4 separate regions of the Mus musculus genome follow, and all the other regions are linked to region 1. A link is a contact called in public Hi-C and promoter capture Hi-C data. All regions are on one chromosome and are shown on one strand. Each heading gives the region's core, a stretch centred on a gene start, on an enhancer-like site or on the middle of the called end of the contact. The rest is flanking DNA. Distances are from core to core; before and after follow the strand shown.

The links. Promoter capture Hi-C pulls out the DNA fragments that hold promoters and counts their contacts. A called contact is a pair of places that touch in the nucleus more often than the background predicts.
Region 2: a contact with region 1 is called in a Hi-C map of B cells, with 5 read pairs. The contact joins the promoter of Septin11 here to the promoter of Cenpc1 in region 1. A contact is called at or near these places in 1 of 39 promoter capture datasets (cranial neural crest) and 1 of 484 Hi-C or Micro-C datasets (B cells).
Region 3: a contact with region 1 is called in a promoter capture Hi-C map of pre-B cells. The contact joins the promoter of Ccng2 here to the promoter of Cenpc1 in region 1. A contact is called at or near these places in 2 of 39 promoter capture datasets (cranial neural crest and pre-B cells) and 2 of 484 Hi-C or Micro-C datasets (B cells and CD4 T cells).
Region 4: a contact with region 1 is called in a Hi-C map of B cells, with 5 read pairs. The contact joins the promoter of Nup54 here to the promoter of Cenpc1 in region 1. A contact is called at or near these places in 1 of 39 promoter capture datasets (the HPC-7 cell line) and 1 of 484 Hi-C or Micro-C datasets (B cells).

The regions. Positions count from the first base shown.
Region 1 is chr5:86,062,799-86,067,117 of GRCm38.p6, forward strand. It overlaps Cenpc1 (centromere protein C1), which reads right to left and starts at 2,785. Exons shown (of 19, transcript NM_007683.4): 1 at 2,530-2,785. The coding sequence starts at 2,547.
Region 2 is chr5:93,090,701-93,094,824 of GRCm38.p6, forward strand. It overlaps Septin11 (septin 11), which reads left to right and starts at 2,716. Exons shown (of 10, transcript NM_001009818.2): 1 at 2,716-2,897. The coding sequence starts at 2,871.
Region 3 is chr5:93,265,277-93,269,397 of GRCm38.p6, forward strand. Ccng2 (cyclin G2) reads left to right here and starts at 2,297. Exons shown (of 8, transcript NM_007635.4): 1 at 2,297-2,521; 2 at 3,346-3,483; 3 at 3,989-4,121. The coding sequence starts at 3,346.
Region 4 is chr5:92,433,108-92,437,036 of GRCm38.p6, forward strand. Nup54 (nucleoporin 54) reads right to left here and starts at 2,092. Exons shown (of 13, transcript NM_001359995.1): 1 at 1,897-2,092; 2 at 1,115-1,276. The coding sequence starts at 1,963. It overlaps Gm42114 (a long non-coding RNA gene), which reads left to right and starts at 1,504. Exons shown (of 2, transcript XR_880431.3): 1 at 1,504-1,875; 2 at 2,486-2,962.

The sequences.
Region 1 (4,319 bases), core at 1,535-4,034:
AAGAAAGAAAAGAAAAGAAAAGAAAAAGAAAAGAAAAGAAATGAGAAATAGCATATGCTGGCGAGGATGTGGAAAAAGAAGAATTCCATTGCTGGTGGGCATGCAAAACTATTACAACCACTCTGGAAATCAATGTGTTAGTTTCTCAGAAAACTGAGAATAGTTCTACTCCAAGACCCAGCTATATATGCCACTCCTGGGCATATACCAAATGATGCCCCCATCATACCACAAGGACACTTGCTCAACTACATTCATAGCAGCTTTACTCATAATAGCCAGAAACTGGCAACAACCTCAATGTCCCTCAACTGAAGAATGGATAATGAAAATGTTGTACATCTACACAATGGAATACCACTCAGCTACTAAAAACAAAGACATAATGAAATTTACAGGAAAATGGATGGAACTAGAAAATATCTTAAGTGAGGTAACCTAGACCCAGAAAGACAAGCATGGTATGTACTCATAAATGAATATTAGCCATAAAGTACAAAATAAACATGCTACAATCCACAGACCAAAGAAACTAAGTAATAAAGAGTGCCCAAGGGAAGATGCATGACTCACTCAAAAGGGAAAATAATATAGAGATGGATGGAGGCAGGGAACTGGGTGGGAGAGGGGAGGAGAACAGAAATGGGGATTGGGTGTGGGAAGAGTGGAGGATGCATAGGGTTGGCTGGGAAAGTGAACAGAAACTGGTGGGGGGCATCTCTGGGGCTAGCTAGAGAACTGGGGTGGGGTGGGGCACACAACACTCCCTGGAGTCTATGGGGGTGACCCTAGCTGAAACTCCTAGCAGTAGGGTATATGGAAACTGAAGTGGCCACATCCTATCAGACAGGACCCCTAGTGGAATGATAAGGATACCAACCCATTCACAAAACCTGAAATTAGCCCTGCCTACATACACAAGATGTACAGAGATAAAGATAGAGCGATGGAGCAGAAATTGAGGAAACAGCTTACCAATGACTGGCCCAACTTGAGATCCACCCCATTCAAGAGAGCCAATCTCTGACACTATTATTAATACTCTGCTATGCTTGCCAATAGAACCTACTATAACTGTCTCCTGAGAAGCTTCATCCAGCAACAGATGGAAACAAACTCAGAGATCACAGTCAAATATCAGACAGAGCTCAGGGACTCTTGTCTAAGAGTAGAGGATAGAATGAATCAGGAGGTGCTACACACACTCCGAGAGGCCTGGAAGCACTCACAAGGCAAAGAGTTTCAAGGAATCCCAACCTCCTGGTATCTTGGCATTCTCATAACCCATATACTCATACCCTATCCCCACGTTAGTCTGGTGTATGGATCCATGTGTTCTCTTTTAGTATTATTTTATTATAAGTGCCTTTAAAGATTGAATTCTGACATAACTAAGCCTTCGCCAGTGTTCCGACATCCCAAAAAATCCTTGAAGCCGACAAACTTGGAATTCAGTAAGAAGGTTATCTATTCAGTAACATTCAAATTTACTTCTAATTCACACTGGCCTAGGGAATAGGTGGGTTTACCATGAAAGAGTTAGGGAATCCCCGAGACAGGTTTCTTCACTAGGTCCAAAAGAAACAACATAATCAGGCATTTACTAAGAACCCCTAGTGGTGGGCTTAACAATAAATAGACTAGCATTACACCAGGCTCCCTTCTTAGTGGCAGTGGCCTGGTCCCTGCCTTCTTTTGATGTATACATTCCTTATGTTTTGTGTCACTGTAACTCGGTGGATGTATCTCGCCTTGGTTCTTGTTATTCTTCTGTATAAAAAGTTCGATGCTCGACTAAACTGTCTTTTCATACATGTTAAGCATGCATAAACACACACACAACTACATGATAGAAACCATCAACGAAGGTTTTCTTTCAAAGATAAATTGAACTGCTGAGTTAGGGAGGAAATAGGGCATAGTAATCATACAAAACTTGGAATGAATATCAAGTGTGTCAAGAGACATAAAGTGGCAAGTCGTGGCCCACATCAAACATTCAAAGCTGGCACCTTTTAAAATATGATTGCCTTGTATAAAGCTTTATCATTAACAGGTGTCCCATAAATATTAGACTCTTCACATAAAATAGTATTTCGAAATTAATACTCGAGGTTTTCCAGACCATCAAGACTGGCTTGTACAATAGTCATGAGTATTTGGAAGACTGAAAAACGGGAAAAGGCTGAAATGTAGAAATGAAGGAATCTCTTCCGGGGGGGGGGGGGGGGAGCAGGCACGGATGGATGAGCTTACGACGTGAACCAGTAACAGTCCAGTTACTTCCACTACCAGTACACCAGCACACCTGATTTGTTACCTGTGCAGCTTTTAAGCCACCCCAGACAAGCCCCACCCCACCCAGACAGGCGGGACTAGGCACCCGCTACCCGATCCCTCCGCACCCCTCACAAGCCTCCGCACCCCTCACAAGCCTCACCCCACCCCACCCCGACAAGCCGGATATGCACCCGGTCCAGCACAGGGCGAGCGACGCATCGCGCAGGCCCGATCCAGACCCGCACTTACCAGATGGAACGAGGCCATGGTTCCGGCCCACTAGGTCAAACGGAGGCCTGAGAGGGAAACCCAAGCCGGCCAGGGTTCCAGGAGGGTTAGAGTAAGATTGCGGACGGAGGCGTCCCCAGAGCTGCGCGACCCGCACTTAACACTCAGCCGTAAATAAACAGCAGCCACCAAGAAAAATAAATGAATAAAAGTCAAACGAGCCACGCCTGCGCACAAGCCTAGCTTAGCCGGCCGTTAATTGGCGTTTTTTAAAGACTCCGGCTCTTGTTCCCGCCCATTCGCCTGTTACTCACCTATCAACCCGCCTTTCTCAGTTCGCCCCGCCCTCCTGCCCAGCGCGCCTTGCTCTTCCGCCCGCGTCTCAACCTCCCACTCATCGCCCCGCCTCTCACCCGTCGCCACGCCTTTCACCAGTCGCCACGCCTCTCACCCTTCGCCACTCCCCTCGCCGGTCGCCACGCCTCTCACCCTTCGCCACTCCCCTCGCCGGTCGACTTGTCCGGGCTTTGTGTGGACTCTCCTGTTCTACTTTCTTCAGACAGTTTGTTGCGTCTATGACTGCTCGTATTTAGAAAGCAGGTGTTGAGCACCACCTGTGCTCCTTGAGATAAATGTATAATACATCCCAGCAGTTCTACTACGGATTAATAGGTAATACTTAAAAAGGATTACAGGTAGAAATTGCTGGCGTTTTGAGCAGAGTACACTACGCAGATTCGTCAGCTGCAACCCGCCCATCTATACAGTATCTCTGAAAATAGTAATGCTATTCTTTTTTCAAGTATTTAAAAATTATTTATGAAGCAAAGGCATAAATTATATATGCATATCAGTAGAACGAACATAATGTTTTTAAGAGAAAGTGACTGCTTCTGTCTTATGCGAAAATTAAGGTAATGACCCCAATTGGAAAACAAGGAAAATACACCGATGTGTATTTTGTCCTGTCCACGTGACTCTAGGTCGCAGCCTGTAGCTGCTCTATTTCCTTAGGAGACAGAATGCCATAAATACATACATACATACATACATACATACATACAGAAGGAAGGAAAGAAAAGAGAGAGAGTCTGCAGGGATGGAGCGATGGCTCAGTGGTCAAGAGCGCTTGCTGCACTTTTAAAGGAGCAAAGTTCGATTCCCAGCACCCACAAAGCAACTCAACCGTTTGTAGCTCCAGTTCCAGGGGATCTGACACCTATTCCGGCCTCAGCTAGCAAAAAGCACGCACGTGATGTCCTCGCAGGCAAGCAGACAAAACAATCATACCTATAAAGTGAATAAATCTCTTTTTAGTGTAGATTATTTTAGAATGATGGGGCTCCATATGAGCTGAATGTGCTCATGATTGCAGCGACGCTTGCCCGGCTCGCCAGTCAGATCCGCCAGAGGGCAGCAGAGGTGCTGCAAACTTACTTATTTATCATATTCTCCAATGGGAAGCTACAGAGTCCAGGCAAACTGTACAACAGCTACGACTCGATAAATCTCCAAGAGGAGTCAGCCGACCCTGGCGGCTGAAACGGAGACTTTCTCCTGCGTTGAAAATCATTTTGAGACGGTTGTCCTCGGTTGCAACACGACACTTTGTGGGAATTTTGAACAAGACCTGTGACCAAAATGAAAGGGCAAGATGCTTGAGTTGCTCAACATGCAGACGCTGTTTGCTGAAAAAGCAGTTGAGAGTGAATCGACTCTAGAGAATCACATCAAAACGTTCAGAGTAAACATGGGGGTTTTTGCTTTGGTGCCTTTGGAACCAACAAGCATCAGGAAGCTGTTGCTGTCCA
Region 2 (4,124 bases), core at 1,466-3,965, 7.0 Mb after region 1:
AGACAGTTACTTTCTACCAAGGTGCAAGATTCACTTGGAAAATCTCTCCAAATAATCAGGGGTCCCACTAAGAAGGGGCACTGATCTTACACGAGGAACAATGTTAAACATTCATCATATATCTTTTCTGAAATGAAAAATTGAAATCACTTCTAGGCTTACTAACCCCTTGGGCTTGTCACTGCCCTTAGGATCAAGTACTAAATTCTGTCTATGGAAATAATTGATTATCCATAGCCTTAGTCCCAAGTTCCATCTCCACTCAACATTTATAGAATATGTAAACATGTATTGATCATTCAACTTTATTGAATATTGCAAATGTTGCTCAAATTCCTCCCTAGGGGAGGCATTAGCAGCATCTACCCTTCCTCCTAAGGTCCACAGACAAACCGAGGCACCACGCAACCGAAGTTCACTCTGGAAAGCAGTGAGTTCATTGGACTTCCTTGGATCACAGGTGAGGGGTTACTTAGTGAAGGGTAAGTGCTCTTTTCTTAGAGGCCACACTGAAAACTAACATGACCCAGCAGGGATGAAGGCTTTCCACTAGTCACACAGATGGATCCCCACTCTCCTAGCTTCTCAGCCTATATACACTCTAGCCTTTCCTGGAGGCCACATGCAAGGAAGGCAGATGCACATAGAAAGCGTGGTAGTAAGTGACTGGATACCCAGTGTGGGGCTCCTGAGCCTCACTCCCCTCTCTGAGTGAGATAAACAGTCAGTAGCCACAGCTGGGATGTTCATTTGCACCAAGATGACAGTTGTTTGGCTTGGAGGACAGTCCTGTTCAACATGTACGGTGTGTGCTAGAAGCCAAAAGGCAAGAACTCTTGAGTTCATAGTCTATTGAGAGATGAATATTACTATGACAACCTCTTAACGGCCTGGTTCATCTGCAACAATGGCTGGGGTGAAAGTAAGTCACAGTTCCTGCCTGTTGTCATCTGAGGTTATATATAGCACCGGGCCTCTCCTTTTAATCTTAAAAGGTTTAAGTTTGAATAAGAAATTATTCGCACCCCCACCCCCCACCCCCAACCGAAGAACAAGAAAGCACTGCATTAGAGTCACAGAGGAAAGGTAATTCTTGTTTTTGAGAGCTCTTGCGGAGCACTCGAGTGACATCTTACAAACTCGACACTGTGTAACGGTGTAAATGAGGTCCCTATTCTCAAAAGACATCTTCTCTATAGAACAGGGAGTAATCAGAACAAGTTAGTGCTGTTCAGGTCTGAGTGAGCCAGAATCTGGCTTTACATCAGAGCCTTCCTCTTTCAACACACTCTTCCCTAGGTTCCACCGCCAAGGGTGGAATTCACTCTAGGCAGCTTCTAGCTCCTCACTCACCTACCAGAGCAGCCCAGCATCAGATCAGCTACTGGTGAACCAGTGCTAGTCACTTACCCTCAGCCAAAGACTGGACAGAGAGCATCTGAATCCCGTAGCCAAAAGTGGGTTCCCAGAAACTTGGATGTTTGAAGTCTCAGGTATGACTCTCAGATGCCCGCCCTAGTTCTCCCCCCACGCCCCTGCCCCGTGGGCGCGTTCATGTGGGCTAAATACAGCCCTTCCCTTGCCTCTTCCCCTGCGCTTCAAGTCACCTACTTTCCTCAACTCACGTGAGTAGCTATCCTCACGTGATCGTGGGTCTACCATGCGTGGACACCCACAGCGCATTACACTTCTCCCTGTTAAGCCTATGTCAGATGTATGTACAAGGACCCCGCCATTTCGCCTGCCACTCAGACACTGTAATTATTCCAACATCTGCTGGGGGTGGGGGTGGGGGGAAGTCCTTCTTAGTGGTGGAGGAGCCCTCCCAGTTCCCTGTGCTGTGAGTCGCACCCACTTGTCACCCGCTTCTCGCCTTCGCTGTGCACCACACCCCGCAGCCAGGATTGAGCTTGCACGCCTCCGGGCCCTGGGTCATCCGGTCTGTCTCCGGGATCCAATATCACGTCCACTGACCTCTTCGCACCAGTAACCTCTCCAGTGTGACACGGTGGGAAAAGCTCTGGAGCAAGCTCACAAACGGCTTAATTTTTCCAGCGAGCACTCAAGTTTTTTTAATTAATTAATTAATTTCCCTGTCCCCAGCAGCGGTGGTTGGGTCGTTCACGACTAGGTCCTCTTTTTCTGGAAAAGCGGTCCCCAGCCCGGCCGCACACCACAGCGACGGCTTCCAGCAGCTGGTTTAGTCTCCTTTCTGATGGAAGGCCCAGCAGACCGGCAATTCTTTCCTCGTGGGGCGCGCTCGGCCCTAGTAAGTTACCCACCGCACCTTCTAAGAGGGCTCCTCCGGGTGGGGCGTGTCACCAGGTCAATTTTCCAGAGGTACAACCTCTGCACCCTGCGGTCCCCTAGCCTCCCTGCCCCACCCCATAGCAGCCCCAGGTGCCGGCTCCGCGCAGCGCGTGGCAGCTCGGGGTTGGGACCTCCGCGCCTAGGCTTTTACGCGGACCCCAGCACGTGTTGCAACAGGGGGAGTGTCGGGCAGTGTCCCGGCACAGGACGCTTTAATGGGACGGAAGAAAGCCACAGGAAGGAAGGTGGCTGACTTCAAAGCGTATCATCTTATCAGCTGACCAGGATCACGGTTCACCTGCTGCGTTCGTCTGCTCGGCTGGGGCTGGGGATCTCTCTGCACCCCCGTCCCGGGGCAGCTAATGGTCGAGTCCAGGCGGGAGGCCATGTTGCTGGAATAAAGCGGGCGGGGCGGCGCGGGCGAGCAGATGCGGCTGGAGGCGCGCGGGAGCCGGGCGCGAGCAGGGCGCAGCCGCGAGGGAGGCGCGGGGGAGGCCAGCGGGAGCCGGAGCACCAGCAGCAGCCAGTGTCGGTAAAGAGCAGCCAGAGCCACAGTCGCGATGGCCGTGGCGGTGGGGAGACCGAGTGTGAGTACTGGGGCCTCACTTCTCTAGCGTGCTGATCCCGGGGCGCCGGGTGGTCTCCGCTTCGGGGCGCGTGCGGGTGGAGACTTGCGGGGATCAGGAGGGGGGCTCTGGGTGGTGGCTGTTGGGGGCTGTGGGTGTGTGCATGAATTTGGGCGCGCGTCTGGGGCGGAGGGGAGCTTGGGGAGCCCGCAGGCTCAGAGCCTACCTGATGCAACATTAGATCGCTTTGGCGCGCCCCTGTTTCGGGGATGTGGGAAGAAAAGGACCCTTCTGTGAGGCGCCCTTAGAAGAGATTGCTTGAGCTGCTGCTTTCCCCAGCTACCTCTCTCTCACGGCGCACAAGGCTTAGCTGGTGACAGAGGAGGAAGGCGCTGACTGAGGAGGGTTTCCTCGCGGTTCTCTCGCGCCCTGGGGGCGATCCGGGCATGAGAATTGGGTGCTGAAGCGCTGTGTCACACGGCCGTAGAAGCGGGTCAAAGGGGTGGGATTTCCGTGGTGGTTTACTCCCCCCCCCCCCGGGTGCATTGTGAAATTCCGGACACCCTCAGGCGCCCACCCGGGTGACCCGGGCCCTGCCCAGGATGTGGACAAAGCCCTAGGCACACACACACACACACACACACAAAGTTTTCAAAGGGCTCCCTTTCGGGGTGGGTGGAAGTCCTGAAATACTCTGCGGCTGGCAGGCCGGGGGCGGCAGTAGTGAATACGGGGCTCCGGGAAGAGGAAGGGAGGGTGCGTGCCTGGAGAAGTGTCCCAGCACCCGAAGTCAGAGAGGGGATGCTCTGGGCTGGGGTACGCGCCACGGGCTGTGCCTCTGGGAGTGTAGGCTCTGGGTTTCCAACTCCGGCAGCCAGCTAGAGCGAGTAGGACTTTGAGGATGTAGTTTAGGGTCTGCTCTCTAGCCTAGGGTGAAAAGGAGGGAAGGGGCGGTGGCGGCAGTGGCCGCCTTTCCTTTTTATTGAAAGGAGCCAAGCCCAGTGGGAAAGGCGGAGTCCTCTTCTCTCGGGTTTTCTTTGTCAACGTTCATTGCCCACTTTTGCCTGGTCTGCCCTGGGGGCGACTCCGGGGGAGTCCTTCCCTGGCTAGTACCCCATCTTTTTTTTTTAAATTTTCCCTTTCGAACTTTGCAGCTAGCTTCAGGTGGTGGCCTGACATTTTGCAGATACAGAGAAAAGTCTTAGATGTTGAAAGCTGCCAAACCCCAGATGCTGAGTCTCTTGGCTC
Region 3 (4,121 bases), core at 1,047-3,546, 7.2 Mb after region 1:
TATTAAAGTGTTAAATGGATGGAAGTGGAAAGTCAGCGAATTCACCAGTATAAAGCATCCCACTTTGCAGGACTATTCACATCGTGTAAAAATCAGCGTATGTTTTGTATAACTTCATACCCTCTAGAGGGCTAAGAAAAGGATGGTTTCTTCAAGCTTTCTTTTTTCTTTCTCTTCTCCCCCTTCTGACAAGGTCTCACTCTGTAGCCTAGGCTATCCTTGTACTCACCGCAATGCCCCTGCCTTAGCCTTCCAAGTGCAGGGTTTGCAGCCGTCACACTTGGCTGGCTCTCTTCCTTTCTGTCTCATACAGTATGTTATTTATAAAATCTCCTGCCACATTCTTTTACACTTCCTCTTTCACATCACTTATTTTATAGCCCTGGCTCCTTTTCTACCTTTGGCCATTGGAACACAAAGCTCTCCCCAGTCTTCTTGTTCGGCTCCTAAACTTCTCTCATCAGTTGTTTCTTTCTCACCACTGACCCTGTTAGCTGGGCTTTTCCCCTGTTGCAAGATATGTCTGAACTTTAATCATAGCTCCATTCTCTCATCGAGTCGCCAATTGCTGTGCGAGTTTACAAGCATGGACTTTCATCCAGATGTACGTCACTAACGTAATAATTTAAATAATGCTTAAAAGATCAACCACACCTCGAATAAAATTATATAACCTGTAAATCATTTAAGTGGTATGCTAATATTTTATGTTCTAAAACCAAGAAGGCCACACCCCTCTGAAACTGGAATGCTAGCTAGCCCTTTGGTGTTCTCTTCCTCTGCTGCTCTGTGCTCCAAACAGATGTCTGAGTCTCTTTCCAGCTAATACACAAAGCCATCTATTTGAGTAACTCTTCAGCTGTTAAAGCGGTACTAGGTGCCCTCTAGTAGTTTATAAGCTCCAAAGTGACTCACAGAAAACACACCCAAGAGTAAAAAATTCATTTCGGAGAGGCTAGCTGTTTAGAATTCATGAAGGCTCTAAGTTACCGATTTGCATGTTTGTTAGGAGGCAGAGATCTGAGGGAATAGAAAGTAAAACAAACAAACAAAACCAAAACAATCTAGGGAATTTTCCTGCCTCCCGACAGATACTCCACTCCGTGTGAAAGTTAGCCCTGCCTAAGGCATCTAGTTGGTTTGGTTTTTGCTCTGCCTTAGGAGAGGTGTCAGCTTAATAACAACGTTAATTATAATAGACAATAAATGATAATTTATGGGCGATCAAGAACCAAGAGGCTGTGGGAGCCTTCATTAAAACCAAAAGCAAACAGTACAACCATAACCTCTAGAAGCACACTTATTAGATATCTATATACCCTCATCAATCTGCAGTTTTTATTGAAAGGTCCCTCCTTTGAACTTTTTATTATGGAAAAAAAATTTCAAGGCACACAAATGCACTCACAATTCTGTAATGCAGTCTCTACTACCCACCGCCCAACTTCAACAAGTCAGCTGTGTAACCAACTAGTTGAATTTAGCTTTTTTTCTTTCCTGAGTCAGATCGATTAAAAAAAAATTATCTCGGTAAGCATCTTGGAATGTTAAGAGCTTGACTGTTTATTGCAAAATACACCGGTGGTACAACTAAGAAGTTCAGGACGCCCTTCTGCACTCCTGGAAACGCTGTTACAGAGTTATGTGACCTCGGATTTTCGGGGTGTGACCAGAGGCGACAGCCTCGGGCCTCGCCTAGACTGAGCTAGAGTTCCTAGGCAGCTGTGGACCCCGGCACGTAACCGAGCACCACAAATGCCACCCACCCAAGCATGCGCAATCCAGACCCCAGAGTTGCTAAGGCCCCGGAAGAAGATAAGAGAGTCGGGATATATTGAGAGCCAATCAGAGGACGCAACAGCCAGTCGGCCAGCCAATCCAGATTCGAGATTAAATCAAGTCCTCAGCAGTCGGCTTGCCCCACCCTTGTCCAATCAGGGAGCCCGCTACTTTGGGCGGACTTTTCAAAACAGCGAAAACAAAACAAATCGGGGGACCTTTAAAAGGTGTGAGGCGTCCAGAAACTGTCTCCTTCCGCTCTCCGATCGGCTCGCTCATCTTTGCTCCCTTCCGGTTCCATTCTGAAATGAGGCTGGAATCCAGATTCCACTCCCTACCATAGATCCTGGCTCCGCAAGGCCAAGAGGAACAGAAGGGGCCAAGAGAGGCTGGGAACTGAGGCTCGGAGCAGGGACTCTTTTTCTCAGATCCACTGGGCGAGCGAGCGAGGATCCCTCCGCGCGCAGTCACGCGCCCCGCCCCTTGGGGGCGTCGCAGACTCAAAACAAAAACAAGGGGTTTGCTCAGCTCCGGAGGCTGCGGCGGAGCCGGGAGGAGGTGGCGGTGCAGGGCGGGCGCTGAGCCCCGCTGAGGAGCAAGATGCAGCCGGGGCTGTGAGGCCGGGCGGCGGCGGGGAGGTCGGATGCGGGTCTCGGGGTGCCGCTGAGGAGGCTGGTCCCTGAGCTCGGAGACGGGTCCGGACGCCCCCGCCGCGCCGGTCCGTGACGCCGGGGCCGACACGGTGAGTGGGCCTCCCGGGTGGCTCTGGGTTTGGTGGCTCCGGGTCTGGATCGCGGTTTGCTTTGATGGTGGAGTCCCCCAGCCGCAGCTGAGGGACTGACAGGGGCTCCAGGGTGTTCTGAGGCTATACGGTGGGTTGACAGCCCCGGGGCTTCGCACCGTTACTGAGCCCAAGTATTAGGCTACTGCTCGCTGCGGGCGTACTGGACTCCCCACTGTCTCCCCAGCATCCCCCAAGCTACTGGGCCGCCCTGTCTCGAGTTGCGGGGCTCGTCAAAGCTGCAGAAGCTGCGGGGGTAGCTTGGAGGTGGGCTCCGCGACGGGCTCCCGGGGCGGGGCTCCGAAGCCGCCTCCTTCCAGTTCTTTGTTCAGTCTCGAGACTCCCCCTCCCTTCTCTCCTATTGTGCAACGCCCCGCCCCAGAACCCGCTTCGGTGGCTTCAGTCTTCCGGTCCCCCGCTTTCCTCTAGGGCCTAGAGTCTAGTTAGAAGTCCCTGCTGTGCTGTCCAGGTGATGCGGACAGTAGGGGACATTACGCTTCTTGGACACTTTTCCTGTACGTCAAACGCTGTCGGCCACAGAGCTGATCAGAACTAGCCCTGGCCAGCGGAGGTGACCGAGATACTGCCCCCCCATGCCACGCCTCCATGTCTTTAGGGGAGGATTCCCCTGAGGCTGGCGGACGTGACCGATCCCCCCCTCACCCGGTTCTGGCTTGCGTGATCTGGGGCGCCCCTAGCTGGAGGGATCGCGGCCAGCTCCTTCTGCTCTCACACCCTACGTATCCGGATTATATTCTTAACCGGCCGCGGTGTATTTGCTGCAGATGAAGGATTTGGGGGCCAAGCACTTGGCAGGTGGCGAAGGGGTTCAGCTTTTCGGATTGTTGAACTTCTACCTGGAACAAGAACAGAGATACCAACCTCGGGAAAAAGGGCTGATCTTGATGGAGGCTACCCCGGAGGTAAATTTGAGAATTGATAGGACTTGGGGGAAGGTGGGAAGGTAACTTTTTGGTTTTCCTCGTACCAAATCAGTACCAAAGGCTAAAAAGTTAAATCCAAAATTGGCCTCACCGTACTAAGAAAAAACGTGAAACGTGAAAGGGTTCTGCTTTTGTTTTTAGTGAATGTGGAAGTTATACCAAGTGTACTGTAGAGGCGTTTCTTCTGGTGGTGGGAAATTCCTAGAGAATATTTCTAATAGGATCTTAGATTGTGTCAGAAAAACCTCATCAAGGAACCCACATTCTGCTGTAACTACCTTGGGTGGGGCAACACTTCACGTTATATTGAGTTGGCTAAAGTTCTGTATTGGATAAATTTTAAAAGTAGTGATTTATCTGAACGTAGTGTGATAGCTTTAGGAGGTCATGTGTACAATGGGGAAAACTAAAGGGAGAGTAGGTTTTGAACCACCTCTATTCCATTCTAAGAAAATAAACTTTGATTCTTGGTTTTTAATTTCAGAATGATAACACTTTGTGTTCAAGACTGAGAAATGCCAAAGTGGAAGATTTAAGAAGTTTAACTAACTTCTTTGGATCTGGCACTGAAACTTTCGTTCTGGCTGTCAATATTTTGGATAGATTCTTGGCCCTTA
Region 4 (3,929 bases), core at 842-3,341, 6.4 Mb after region 1:
CTTTATTCTGAAACATAAATTTCAAAATAAGGTTTGTTTTGCCCAGTGCCAATTTTAAGCAAACTAGGAAAGGTAAACACCCCAGGGGTGGTGGGTGCGGCTTCTAATATTTCTTAATGAGTCCCTTTATCTTTGGAATTTCCAAGTATTTTTCACTATTTTTAACTGAGAGGATAAGGTGACATCAACAATGTAAAACCCAGTAAATGGACAAAATCCCCAACTTTCCCAGTAAGTTTAGAAGTAAGGCTTACCAAATGCATATAATTGGCACGGGCAGCAGTGGCTTGACGGAACATAAACTATGGACAGTACATTCATATACGAGCAGCTGAGGATGGAGAGTTTTCTAAGAGTCATACGGATGTCGAGCTCACATAAGCCTAACTTAAATTGGGTCGTACACATCCATTAATTTGTGTTCTGAAAAATTTCAGTGATCTTCAAACAAGCCACAGATTAAAAAAACCAAAAAACCAAAAACCTTCATCATCCTCTTTTTGAAAGTAAAAGATGCCGAGCCTACTTTTTAGAACTCAGTGTTAATTGGTAAATTAAAACTACTCATGGAAAATTTCCCAAAAACCCAGCAAAGAATCCGGGATTCTTTCTACAATTATATATAGAAATACATCCTAATATATTGAGTTAATGCTAGAAAAACATCGTTACAGTTTGAAAAACAAGACAGGTCGCTGCTGTTCGTATAAGACTTGTTTCTCTTGGAAACACAAGGACAATAAGATGAAATCCCAATGAAATATGTATTAAAAAATGAAAAATGACTGCAGGAGTCCAAGAATCCCAGGGAAACGCTTACCTTCTGCTAAAGCTAATGTTTTAAAAAATATTCGGTTCCCAACTTATCATTTGGAAGCTGTGCTCTGTATCATTAAATGAAAATCCAACCAAGGTGCATTCTAATTCTTTAAGGCTTTCCAAAACCCACATCTTTTAAAGCAGCCAAAACTTTAAATATATTTGATTTGATCTTAGGAAATAAACCCCTTTCTTTATTAGACAAGTGCCATTTCTTCCCCCAAACTCTAGGGACATCGGAACATTCTTGGACTCCAGCCCCCATACTCGTTACACACATGACCCCAGTATCTACCTGCACTCGCCAGACTGTTACCAAAATTGAACGGAGTCGCCGAGGTAGTAGAAACACCGAAATTCCCAATATTAAAGTTCACTGCAGGGTTAGCGGTTAATCCGAAACCCCCAAAATTAAACCCACCGGCGGTGGAGTTGGCAGTCTCAAGCCCACCAAATCCTGATAGTCGTGGAGGCAAGAGAAACAAAAATTTGAAAAGGTGAGAGGAGGGAAAGAGAAAAGGAGAAGAAAGAAAGGTAAGAATTACAAGAATCAGCAAGAGGTTTCACAGCGTGAACAAACCTGACCTGCACCGGATCAGGGGAAGAAAGCCAAGGTGCGGACAGACAGAAGGAGCGAAGGGCAGCACGGGCGGGGGCCGAGCATCCCCCCCCCCCGGGCTGGGGAGGGGACAGAGGGAGCTGCGGGCAGCCTGGCTCCAACTTTACCCGTCTGGACCTTGAGGCTGAGACGGACGAGGGGACGCGGGGTCCCGGGAAATGAGAGGGGCGTAGCCTCCGGCCTCTCCTGGGCGGACACCCCAATGGCGGGAAGCACCGCGGCGGCCGAGCCACGCGGGTTGAGCGTGCTGTGCGAGCCCCAGGCTGAGCCTGAGCAGCCCGCGGCCCTCCCACCGCCACCGCCGCCGCCACCACCGCCACCGCCCTCTCCAAATGACTCCAAGGTGTCCCGAGTGCCAGGGCAACCCCGGGACCCCCCAGCCGGACCGATCGGATCGAGGGGGCGGGCCCGAGGCTTTGGTTCCTTGGAGGAAGAAGGTAGGCCCAGGGCTGACTCACCCGCCGGTGCCGCGGTGGCTGTAGAGGTGCCCGAAGTGCCCGAAGGAGCCCCAAAATTGAAAGCCATGTCGCGGGAGCAGCACTTAGATGGCCCCGGGCTCGCGCGGCGCGACGCCCAGTGCCCTCCGCTCTTCTGTCCGGCTGGGAACCGTCAGGCGGTCCGTACCATTAGTTCCGCCTCCTTCCCGGTCTAAGCGGAGCAGGCAGGAACCAAGCAAGGATGGAGTGGGTGGGATGATCGAACGGGAACGCCTACCACCGATCACTTCCGGGGGTGTGTTTGTGGCTTTCACGTGGTGTGGGGCGTCACCACAAAGGGGAAGTGATGAGAAGTTGGACATGGGGTGTTGTATGGTGGCTCTCTGAAGCCACTTTAGAGAAGTGACAGTGTGCAGGGACCGCGTGAAAGTACTGCCCTTACCTCTGAGGAGCGGTCCTTCCCGGAGGAAAGGAGGTTTGAGTAGATAAAGCAGTTGAGAAAGAGGCATTCGAGAGTGATGGAAAGATGATGGCGATGGTGGTAACACGTGTGTTAGCTATGTGGAATGCACGCTAGTAATTGTTTTTGCATATTTTTTTAAACCCCCAGCTGCGTTTCAGACAGTTTACTACTATTGTCATTGACCAAGAAGAAGGGCTGACCTCGATGAAGCAAATGGGCCCACTAACTGGTAAAATCTGTGCCCTGCATCGCACTTCTGGGGAACATTTAATCCTCAACTACACAGAGAAGATTTCTGTCGTTGACTAATTGGCACAGACGAGACAGGAGGACTGAGGATTAGAGTTGCAAAGCAGCATCCCCAAAGTCACTTCGCTGGTTTTTCTCTACTTAGCCCCGATTCTTTTCTCCTTTTAAAAATATTTATTGTACATGGCACTGTGTTACATTAGGACATCTTGATACAAGTTTATGTTGTATTTTGAATATATATTCCTACTCCTAAATTTTCTGTCTTCTCCCTGTCTCTCCCATTAGTTCCCTAGTAATTTTACTTCATTTTCCATGTCATATGATTTATGTGTTTAATTAAACCTAGGAATCATAAATGAATTTTTTTCCTTCTGTGACTGGCTTAATTCACTTAATAATGTTTATCTCCAGTGATATTCAGTTTTGTGCAAATGACAACATAACTTCCTTCTTAGGGCTGAAAACTCTTTTGAGTATATACCATCCTCTGTTTCTGATCCATCCCTCTGTTGTTAGGCAACTAGGTTTGTTAACAATTGTGACTAATGCTTCAGTAGAGATTGATATACATCTATGTGATAGACTAACTTGGAGTCCTTATAGACATAGCTGGGTCATGTGGTAGATCTAATTTTAGTTTTCTCAGGAACCTCTTTGCCCCATTTTGTGTGTGTGTGAGAGAGAGAGAGAGAGCACATGCATGTGTGGGAAGAGTGTATACACACATATGTGCACACGTGCCTGAAGGCCAGAGATTGACATGGGTGTCTTCCTAATTTACTCTTAATTTCTAATACAAGGTCTCTCAATAAATCTAGATCTCATCGCTTATTTGGCAAGACTGTCCAGCCAGCAAGCCCCAGGGGACTCCTGATTCTGCCTGCCCAGTGTTATGGTTATACATGAATGCCACTGTGCTCAGCGTTTGTTTAATTTTAAATATGGGTGATGAAGATTAAACTCATATCCTCAAACATTAACAGCAAGCACTGTACTGACTGAGCAGTCTCTCTGGCCCCACCTTTTAAAAAAATTACCATTACATTCTGTTTCCCTGCCGGGCGTGGTGGCACACGCTTTTAATCCCAGCACTCGGGAGGCAGAGGCAGGCGGATTTCTGAGTTCCAGGCCAGCCTGGTCTACAAAGTGAGTTCCAGGACAGCCAGGGCTATACAGAGAAACAATGTCTCAAAACAAAACAAAACAAAAATCTGTTTCCCTATAGATTATGGTCAGGATTTCATACATTCTTGATAGCAGTAAGAAAACCTTTGAAGAAGCTTTAGACCAAAGCATCTTATGATCAGAATTTAGTTGTTAGAGACAAGCATGCATGTTT